3 separate regions of the Mus musculus genome follow, and all the other regions are linked to region 1. The links are chromatin contacts, called in public HiChIP or PLAC-seq and promoter capture Hi-C maps. All regions are on one chromosome and are shown on one strand. The core of a region is the stretch at or near the end of the contact, and the rest is flanking DNA. Distances in the headings are between cores, read along the strand shown. Region 1 holds the start of Ttll8 (tubulin tyrosine ligase-like family, member 8). Region 2 holds the start of Chkb (choline kinase beta). Region 3 holds the start of Sco2 (SCO2 cytochrome c oxidase assembly protein).

Region 1 (3,005 bases), core at 239-2,738:
TAAATGCTAACTCGCAAATGTGGTCATAGCCTGTTAAATGCTTCTGGGGAAAAAGGGTTGGAAGGGGATGAGAAACAGGACCTTAGAGTGGAAAGCCATTTTTTATTTATTCCTTGATTTGTATAACCCCTGTGAGTAAAGACTAGATCACCAGTCAGGGAGAAGACTCCTACAACACCTGAAGAGCAAAACCTGTTTTTTTAAAAAAAAAATGCCTTTAAACCTTCCTAAAGCTGTGACCCTTTAATACAACACCACATGTTGTGGTGACACCAACCATAAAATTATTCCAGTGCTATTTCATTACTAATTTTGCTAGTTAGATATGTGACCCACTGTGTGTGGGGTCGCGACCCATAGGTTGAGAACTGCTTTAAACCCATTGAAAATATGCTGAAGTTTGCGCTTTAAAACAGCGGACAACTCTGACAGGGTGAGGGGCCTTCCTCAAGACAACCCAAGGCACCACCCACATAGGCACAAACACAGGACGATCACAGGAACTAACCTGGAAAGGCCTAGATGGCAAGTAGTGCTGACTGTCGGGAAGGGACAGCCTGGAAGGGCACAGCACAAGTATCCCACTAATAAGTCTAGGTACCAGGGCCACTCTATGTTCCTCTGCGCACAGAAGGCTTACTCTGCCTACCCTGATCTCAGTAGACGCTCGGCTGGCAAGGGGAGAACACCTGCCCCGAAGGACCCTCGGACTCCATCCATCCCCACCTCAGGCCTAAGTGGAGGCTTCTCGTGGTCAACAAGGGAGCCAGGAGGGAGGAAGCGGAGGGTGGGGCAGGGTGTGACCCATAGTCTTTGTGACTTGGTGTAGTCTGAGGGCTTGGGTTGTCTGTGTGACCCTGACAGGTGCGTGGGAGATGTGGAGCAGGAGCACATGACCCAGGCGAGGGTCGCAGGCACTTAAGGACTAATCCTGACGCATGGCCTGCTCCGTCGGGGGACCTAGTCCCCGCTCTCGCCCCCGACTCCACCCCCGTCCAAGCCGCTCCTTGGACCGTAACATGGGACTGGATCTAGAACCAAAGCTCAGTGTGAGTGCCAGCAACTGCGTTCGGACTGCGTCTCGGGTGTCCCCTGTGCTCCGCTGCTGCCAGCGGATTCCTCTTTCACGCAGCCCTCCGCAGCCTCTGCCGCCTGTGCGTCCACGAAGCCCCACACCCCGAGTGGGGCGCCGCTTAGCACGCCGAAAGCCCCGCTACCAGCGCCAGGAGTCTGCACAATGCATGGTGCAGGCGAGGGCGGTTGCCCTGAGCAACCGCAAGACGCCTGGCCGCTCTGCCCGCCGCTCGGCCACAGCAGCACGCGCTTTAGGGCGGGTCCCAGGTGAGCACTGCCTGCCCTCAGACGCGCCACGCCTGCCCTCGCTAGTGCCCAGGTCCCCCTCCTACGCAGTACTCGGAACCCCGCCCCGCCCCCTCCGATTGGAATCCCAGACGTCGATCCTTAGAATCACAGAACTTTCCCACCTTATCCCTCCACTTTCACCCCACCACGCCTGTTCAACCTTCTTTCCCTCACCTCCCCACTTTCCTCCAAACTTCGTAACGGCCTCCCCTTTCTGACCCTAAGCCTGCGCCCCAATTTGTGTCCTGTCTCCCTACCTCGACCTCTCCTTCTTAGCTCCAGACCTGTATTTCTCTCCAGACTGGATGTCCCTCTTGGACTTCCCTAACTCTGGCCCAAGTCTATCTCTTCAACCCCATACTTACTTCCTTACCCCCGAGTTGTCCCTCTACCCTAACTTCTTCATCTCATCTGTCTCCCACTGACCTTTCTTCTCATCTGACTTCTCACACCTCAAGTTTCCCAGTCATGTCGTGTCCCCCGACCCCAAACCCTCCTTTCAGGCCTCCCTCCCACACCCGGGTCCTCCGAACCCCACCCTTGCCTCCCTGGGTATGTCTGAACTCTAAATCTTTGTCAACAGGGGTTGGGGGCCAAAAGAACCAGCTACGAGAGGCGAGCATGGAGAACGGCGAGAGGAAGAAGCTGTCTTCCACTTTGTCAGATGGAGATCACAAAGAAGAAAATAGTCTGTACCTTTCTTGTTCCGCATTTTCGGCAGCCTTACTCAAAGGAGCAGGCGTGGGGGGGGGGCGGGGGCGGGGGTTGGGAATAGCGGAGGAGGCCCAGTTCAGTTGCCCTCTGGACTCCCGTGTTGGTTCTGTGAGACTGTTCTGGTAGTACAAGGTAAAGCTTTTTATCCTAGCCGGGTACTGAACTTGCCCTTCAGACATGGGTCATATCCACTGACAAATACCTAAATATCTATAAGTAAAATCATGGTCATGGATGGGTACACATTTAGTTTTAGAAGATATAGTTCAGGGCCTGGGATGGTGGAACACACCTTTAATCCCAGCACTCGGGAGGGAGAGGCAAGATGATCCTCTGTGAATACGAGGCAAGCCTGGTCTACAAAGCCAGTCCGGGCAGCCAGGGCTCTGTTGTTACACAGAGAAACCCTGTCTGGAAAAAAAAAAGAGAGAGAAGATATAATCCAGGCTTACCAGCCGGGGCACTCCCCACTGGCCACACAACTGGCATTGCCTTGGCCTTTAAGATCAGTTTGGTGGGTGCTACCAGACTCTCTAGGGCTTTTATTGGCCGTTCTCTTACATTCACGATGGGGAAATATTATTCCACATCTTGACCATTATTAATAATGAGTCTTACTGGTTTCAGGTGTTTCTTGTTCATTCTGGATACCAGCTCTGTGTCAGATCGTTGCGTCAGACTTACTCACGAGGATCTGTGGCTGGGGGTTGGTTGGTTGATTGATTTCTAGGGGTTTAGTTGGCTGGTTGATTTTGTTTTTCTTCCTTTTCCTGTTTATTTGTTTGGTTAGTTGGTTGGGTTTTCAAGACAGGGTTTCTCTGTGTAGTCCTGGCTGTCTTGGAACTCGCTATGTAGACCAGGCTGGCCCCAAACTCAGAGATCTACCTCCCTCTGACTCTCTAGTACTGGGATTAAAGATGTGCATCACC
Region 2 (3,005 bases), core at 319-2,818, 480 kb before region 1:
TCCAGAGTTTTAACATTGCAACATAAAACAATGTTACCACCTACAAAGTTCATTCTCCACAAAGTTCACGGTCCAAAGTATTAAGGAAGTTAAAATACCCACCTGCACGTTTATCTGTCTGTGTCCTGACCCTGTACTCCTCTGCTTCTCCAGTGCTGGGATTAAAGGGGAGATAGCCTACATCTTTAAGCCAGCTCCCACAGCCTGGAGCAGGGGATGCCTCTCTCCAGCTCTCAGTGGGCCATGTAGGAAAACTGCTCATGGTTTTGACAATTCTAAAAAATTTTGTTTTGAAGTCAATTTTCTCTCTCTCTTTTTTTTTTAGGAGATCGGTCTGGAAACACCTCAGCTGTCTGCTTCACAGATTGCTCTTAAGGCTGCTCTCTGATTGGCTCCTCTGCTGCCACCCCATTAATTCTCTTACCACCTTTCTTCTCTCACTATGTAGCCTGGCTGGCCTGGAACCCAGTATATAGACTAGACTGTCCTCAGATTCACAGGTAATTAACCACCGATTTCAGTTTCCTGAATGCTTCCCCCGCGTTCTTATACACACACACACACACACACACACACACACACACCCCGCACCCGCACAATGAACTCTCTTCCCTTTTTTTTTTTTTAAGATTTATTTATTATATGTAAGTACACTGTAGCTGTCTTCAGACGCACCAGAAGAGGGCGTCAGATCTCATTACGGGTGGTTGTGAGCCATCATGTGGTTGCTGGGATTTGAACTCAGGACCTTCGGAAGAACAGTCAGTGCTCTTAACCACTGAGCCATCTCGCCAGCCCCCACTCCCTAGGCTTTCTAAAAAAGAATTATTTATTTTTTATGTGTATGAGTACACTGTGGCTATTTTCAGACACACCAGAAGAGGGCATCGGATCCCATTACATACAGACTGTTGTGAGCCACCACATGGTTGGCGGGAATTGAACTCAGGACCTCTGGAAGAGGGATCAGTGCTCTTAACCGCTTAGCCACCTCTTCAGCCCCATCCCTAGACTTTAAAGGAAAGTCTTTTCTTAACTCTAAGGTCTCATGTTCAATTCTCCCTCCCCTACACCGAAACTCGTAGCTTTGAGGCCCTTTCATTCTAATAAACCTCATCCTTCAGATGAATTATGGATTGTGTAAGCTTCCTTTCTAAGCTGACCATTAACGTCTCCCTCTTCCCGATATTTAACAGGAGAGAGACACACTCTCTCGAGAAAGAAAAATACTTTAAGTTATTGTGTTGGGTCACATTAATGGCGCTCATGCGGTCTATGCAGCGCTGGACACGCCGGACTGATTCTTATTACGCCTTCCAGCATCACATATACACCTGCTGCCTTGTGGAAAGGGGAATCGTTAGAACCTACGTTTTCATTCTTCCATTCACTTACCCCAACTGTCACCACAGGCTCGGCTAATCTACTCCCTAGTAGAGTGTCTCACACAGCAGCTGTTATAAAGGAGCCGCAAACTACCATCGTCCATTCATTGGCCAGAGCCTGGCTCGTAAGCTTTGCGGAGCTACTGTCCAACCGCCCACGGCGCTCGGGATTGGCCTACGTCACTTCCTTGGTTCCGGACACAGTCCACGCAGTAACTTGTTTTTGCAGAGACTGATAGGCGGATCGGGCGTGGCCCGAGCGCGCCCCACTCAGGGAAAGCTGCCGTCCCTCTTTGCCTTTGAGCGCCGCAGCCCTGAGAATCGCATCTGGCTTGGAAACGGTCCCAGGACTGGAGCCACCAAGAAAGCCGAAGGCAGTCGCGAAGAGCCGAGGACGCCCAGAGACTCTGCGGCTTCCGGGAAGCGGAACCGAGCCTACCCGGAAGGAGCCAACCTCACCTGAGGCTCGCTGAGCACCGGCAGGCGTTAAACCTAACGGAGCCCACGTCATGGCGGCAGACGGGACAGGGGTAGTCGGAGGAGGGGCTGTCGGCGGCGGCCTGCCCAAGGACGGTTTGCAGGATGCTAAGTGCCCAGAGCCAATCCCCAATCGGCGGCGCGCTTCCTCGCTGTCCCGTGACGCGCAGCGCCGAGCCTATCAGTGGTGCCGGGAGTACCTGGGCGGGGCCTGGCGCCGAGCGCGGCCGGAGGAGCTGAGCGTTTGTCCCGTGAGGTCAGGGGTCAGCCCTGGGGACCCTGGGGACACTCCCAGTTCGGTCGCCGTCAGTGCTACGCGGGGGGGTGGGGGGTGGGGGCAGGTCTGCAGCCTGCTGTGCTGGGGGGCGGGGTCCCCCTTCGGGACTTGGGAGGTCCTCTCGGGAAGGGTGTCTAGAGTGGGTCCCACCAATCGGGGGGACGACCCTTGCTGAGCCTGACCTGTGTGGATCTGCAGCGGAGGCCTCAGCAACCTGCTCTTCCGATGCTCACTACCGAACCACGTACCCAGTGTGGGCGGGGAGCCCCGGGAGGTGCTGCTACGACTCTACGGGGCCATCCTGCAGGTGAGGGAAAAGAAGGATCGTAACTTGGGAGTTCGGACATCTGGAGCAAGTGGTGCAGAAAGTGGTGTCTTATTTGTGTAGCTGAATATGCTGAAGCTCAAGAATTCTCAGTCAGTAAGAGCAGAAGTCCAAGCTATTGTAGATGAAGCCGATTTGGGCCAGTACCCACGTACCTCTGGCTTTTTCTGACATGAGCCCCTTTGCCATACATCTTTTATCAGGGTGTAGACTCCTTGGTATTAGAAAGCGTGATGTTCGCCATTCTCGCAGAGCGGTCTCTAGGGCCCCAGCTTTACGGAGTGTTTCCAGAGGGCCGCTTGGAACAGTACCTCCCAGTAAGAGCCCAGTTTTTGTTGTTTTTACCCCAAGTCTTTACCCTTCCCAAAGTCTGCCTTCACATCCCAGGTAGGGAAATTTCCCTAAGACCTTGATCTCCTCCCATCCCGTATCCCTTCCCCCTCCCGCCCCAGCCCCCTCACCACCCTGATAGGTTACTGGGTACAGAGCCGGCCGTTGAAAACTCAAGAGCTCCGGGACCCAGTGTTGTCGGGAGCCATTG
Region 3 (3,005 bases), core at 175-2,674, 420 kb before region 1:
GGAACAGGGAGAAGCCACTGATTAGCTGGTACGCATTAATGTGTCTGTCATAACTAATCGGGATCCTTGGTAGGTTAGCCATCAGAACCATACTGACTCTCGCTGGCCATGTTTTGAACTTCTGTTGGGTCAGTGGTCAGGGCCAGTGGGTGGGTCCGTCCCTAGAAGTTAATGAAGGTGTCTGAGCAGATGCTGCACATCCTTGAGGAAGTCGGCTGCTGCATTGTCGGCCAGAGTGCAAAGCTGGTTCCTGCTGATGGGATCCTGTATGCTGCACGAGATGTGACAGCCACTGTGGACAGTGTCCCACTCATTACAGGTGACCTGAAACGGGGTACCCTGACTGACAGACAGTCCGCTAGGCACTGCCGCTTTTCTCAGAGAGGCAACTCTTCCTGTGCCCAAGTATACCCTGGGATGATGTTTCTGGTCTTCGCAGCTTCAATCCTCAGTAAGAAGGCCGTGGAGGGACTGTCCACTCTGGTGGTAGATGTTAAGTTTGGGGGAGCTGCAGTCTTCCCAGACCAGGAGAAGGCCCGAGAACTGGCAAAGATGTTGGTGAGCCGTGCTAGGCCACAGTGCCCTTTCTATGAAGGGACATGAGCCTCACATTCCGTCCTATCCCTGCCTCTGCCCACTCAACAGTCCTGGAAGAATAAAACGGCAATTCCTCTTTCCAGCCCTCCTACCCTATCCAATCAAAGCTGTCCTGACTGCGGACCTGGGGAAATCCTCCACAGAACCCCCGCCACTTAGGGCAACCAACCAGAACACCCCCATCCCCTCTGAGGCCTGGCAGTGTTGGTTTCTGATCTCTAACCTAAGCCTTTACTGACACCTTAACCCAGGGACAGCAGGTATGGGATTTGATAATGCCGGATACTGAATAATGCCTCCCCAGGTTAGAGTGGGAGTGAGCCTGGGGCTGAAGGTCGCCGCAGCCCTGACCGCCATGGATAACCCTCTGGGCCGCAGCGTGGGCCATACCCTGGAGGTGGAAGAAGCGTTGCTTTGCCTGGATGGTGCGGGGCCGCCGGATCTGCGGGACCTGGTCATTAGGCTAGGTGAGAGGGCTGGAGTTAAGACCACCAGTTTGTATGCCAGGAGCTCTCAATCCCTGCAGCTTCTGAGCTCCACCCCGCCCGCCAGCAGGAGGCGCCATTCTTTGGATTAGCGGACAGGCGGAAACACAAGACCAAGGCGCCGCCCGAGTGGCCGCGGCGTTGGATGACGGCTCCGCGCGGCGCCGCTTCCAGCTGATGCTTTCGGCGCAGGGCGTGGACCCCGGCCTAGCTAAAGCATTGTGCTCCGGGAGCCCCACGCAACGCCGGCAGCTGCTGCCTCACGCCCGAGAGCAAGAGGAGCTGCTCGCACCGGCAGACGGTGAGACCGGATATCAACGGCACCAGATCCCACCCACTTCCTCTCCCGATCTTTCCTGGTCCTGGCACGTGCCTCCAGTAGGTTCTCAGTGTCCACCCTCTCCCTTAGGCATTGTTGAGTGCGTCCGAGCGCTGCCGCTGGCCCGTGTGCTGCACGACCTCGGAGCCGGACGCAGCCGAGCGGGGCAGCCGATCAGACCGGGAGTGGGTGCCGAGGTACTGGTCGACGTGGGCCAGTGTTTGTCCCGAGGTAAGCGCTGTCTGGAATCCATAAACAACCCTTCCGGTCGCCCGCTGTGACCTAGGTAACCGCCTCTGTCGCTCGCGCAGGGACACCCTGGCTCCGCGTGCACCTAGACGGCCCTGCGCTCAGCAGTCAGCAGCGACGCACTCTCCAGGGGGCGCTCGTGCTATCAGATCGAGCACCCTTCAAGGTCCCTTCACCCTTCGCTGAACTTGTCCTCCCACCGACCATCGCACAGCCCTAAGTCTCGAACCCAGCTCAGCCAGGTGAGTTCAGTTGGGCAAGTCCTCCCCCAAGGGGTGGGACTGGGTGAGGACGCTGTTAACATGTGGCCTCATACTCTGCTGCTACTGCTTCATCTAGCTTATCACATGAGCTAGAGACCTTCTGAGGCCCAGAAAATGGACATATTGGGAATATTTGCCAGTCCCATCTTCTCGGACTGGTCCTAGCTCAGGGCTGATGGTGCCCTGGACGTATCCTCCATCTCATAAGAGATCCAGGTTGTAGCCACACGGGGGCAACATACTGGGGGAGCCCAGTAGGCTGGATGCCAGTGGCTCTAAATGCTAGTTGTAACAACCTTCCCTGGGGAGAGGGGGGGGGGGGAGGATGAAGGGAGATGGCAGGGCTGAGGGACTGCAGAGGGGCAGGGTACGGCATCCAGTTAAGTGCAGAGGAGTCTGCCTGCCCAGGAAGGTGAAGGTCAGACAGTTCAAGGCACAGTGGGCTGAGCTGTGTTACATTACAGAAAACAAGCTGGAGGCACTTGTTTTCTGCTGAGCCCCAGATTACCCTGAAGTGACCCTAAAGCTAGAAAGGATCACCTCTTAAAGGTGGTCAGCCAGAGGATCAACAGCCTCCCTATAAAGAACAATTTATTGTAAATAGACACATGCATCCCAGTGCCCAGGCAAAGCATATTCGCGGTGCTTCCAAGAATCCACAGGGAGGCTTGGCAGTTGTGGCGTGGGTTCTCCAGAGGTTGGGGTCATGAGGCTGAGACTCCCTGGTTAAAGACGTAGGTTAGAGCAAACCAGCTATGGACTTTTGGTGTTGCCTGGACTGCATGCAGCTTACGGCAGAGCAGTTCTGAGTTGAGACGAGCCGGTGCAGGCAGCTAGATAACCTGCTTGAATGTGGGGCAGATGCTTGTCCAGCAGCGGAGGCCTAGACATCTTGTCCATTCTTTTCTGACTTTTGCCACCTTTGTTCTTTTCCAGGAGCTTCAGGTCCACGATGCTACTGGCTCTAGGGCCCAAAGCTTGGCCCAAGCTCTCTCAGTTCAAACCCCTCCTCAGGATCTCAGGAGGTGAAACTCTGCATAGAAATTCCCGACACTGGGCAGGGCAGGGCCAGCGCCAAGGCCCTGGGCTAAG

What was found. Promoter capture Hi-C pulls out the DNA fragments that hold promoters and counts their contacts. HiChIP or PLAC-seq counts read pairs in DNA pulled down with a chosen protein or histone mark.
Region 2: a FOXA1 HiChIP or PLAC-seq map of pancreatic cancer cells shows a contact between it and region 1. The contact joins the promoter of Chkb here to the promoter of Ttll8 in region 1. A contact is called at or near these places in 7 of 39 promoter capture datasets (the C10 cell line, cranial neural crest, hematopoietic stem and progenitor cells and 4 more), 3 of 115 datasets of contacts at active chromatin or transcription factors (bone marrow-derived macrophages, large pre-B cells and pancreatic cancer cells) and 3 of 9 other capture datasets (adipose tissue, liver and macrophages).
Region 3: a promoter capture Hi-C map of neural stem cells shows a contact between it and region 1. The contact joins the promoter of Sco2 here to the promoter of Ttll8 in region 1. A contact is called at or near these places in 5 of 39 promoter capture datasets (the C10 cell line, cranial neural crest, hippocampal neurons and 2 more), 2 of 115 datasets of contacts at active chromatin or transcription factors (bone marrow-derived macrophages and pancreatic cancer cells) and 3 of 9 other capture datasets (adipose tissue, liver and macrophages).

Annotation. Positions count from the first base shown.
Region 1 is chr15:88,952,901-88,955,905 of GRCm38.p6, reverse strand. It overlaps Ttll8 (tubulin tyrosine ligase-like family, member 8), which reads left to right and starts at 1,488. Exons shown (of 12, transcript NM_172818.3): 1 at 1,488-2,050. The coding sequence starts at 1,831. Mlc1 (megalencephalic leukoencephalopathy with subcortical cysts 1 homolog (human)) reads left to right here. Exons shown (of 12, transcript NM_133241.2): 12 at 1-22.
Region 2 is chr15:89,428,490-89,431,494 of GRCm38.p6, reverse strand. It overlaps Chkb (choline kinase beta), which reads left to right and starts at 1,568. Exons shown (of 11, transcript NM_007692.6): 1 at 1,568-2,118; 2 at 2,338-2,446; 3 at 2,668-2,781; 4 at 2,951-3,005. The coding sequence starts at 1,895. It overlaps Gm44502 (predicted readthrough transcript (NMD candidate), 44502), which reads left to right and starts at 1,568. Exons shown (of 27, transcript NR_004843.2): 1 at 1,568-2,118; 2 at 2,338-2,446; 3 at 2,668-3,005. C730034F03Rik (a long non-coding RNA gene) reads right to left here and starts at 1,480. Exons shown (of 4, transcript XR_875570.1): 1 at 1,396-1,480.
Region 3 is chr15:89,372,310-89,375,314 of GRCm38.p6, reverse strand. Sco2 (SCO2 cytochrome c oxidase assembly protein) reads left to right here and starts at 1,424. Exons shown (of 3, transcript NM_001111288.2): 1 at 1,424-1,632; 2 at 1,713-1,892; 3 at 2,850-3,005. The coding sequence starts at 2,866. Ncaph2 (non-SMC condensin II complex, subunit H2) reads right to left here. Exons shown (of 20, transcript NM_001115132.2): 20 at 2,465-3,005. It overlaps Tymp (thymidine phosphorylase), which reads left to right. Exons shown (of 11, transcript NM_138302.2): 5 at 190-319; 6 at 440-558; 7 at 902-1,064; 8 at 1,153-1,383; 9 at 1,492-1,632; 10 at 1,713-1,892; 11 at 2,850-3,005. The coding sequence ends at 1,870.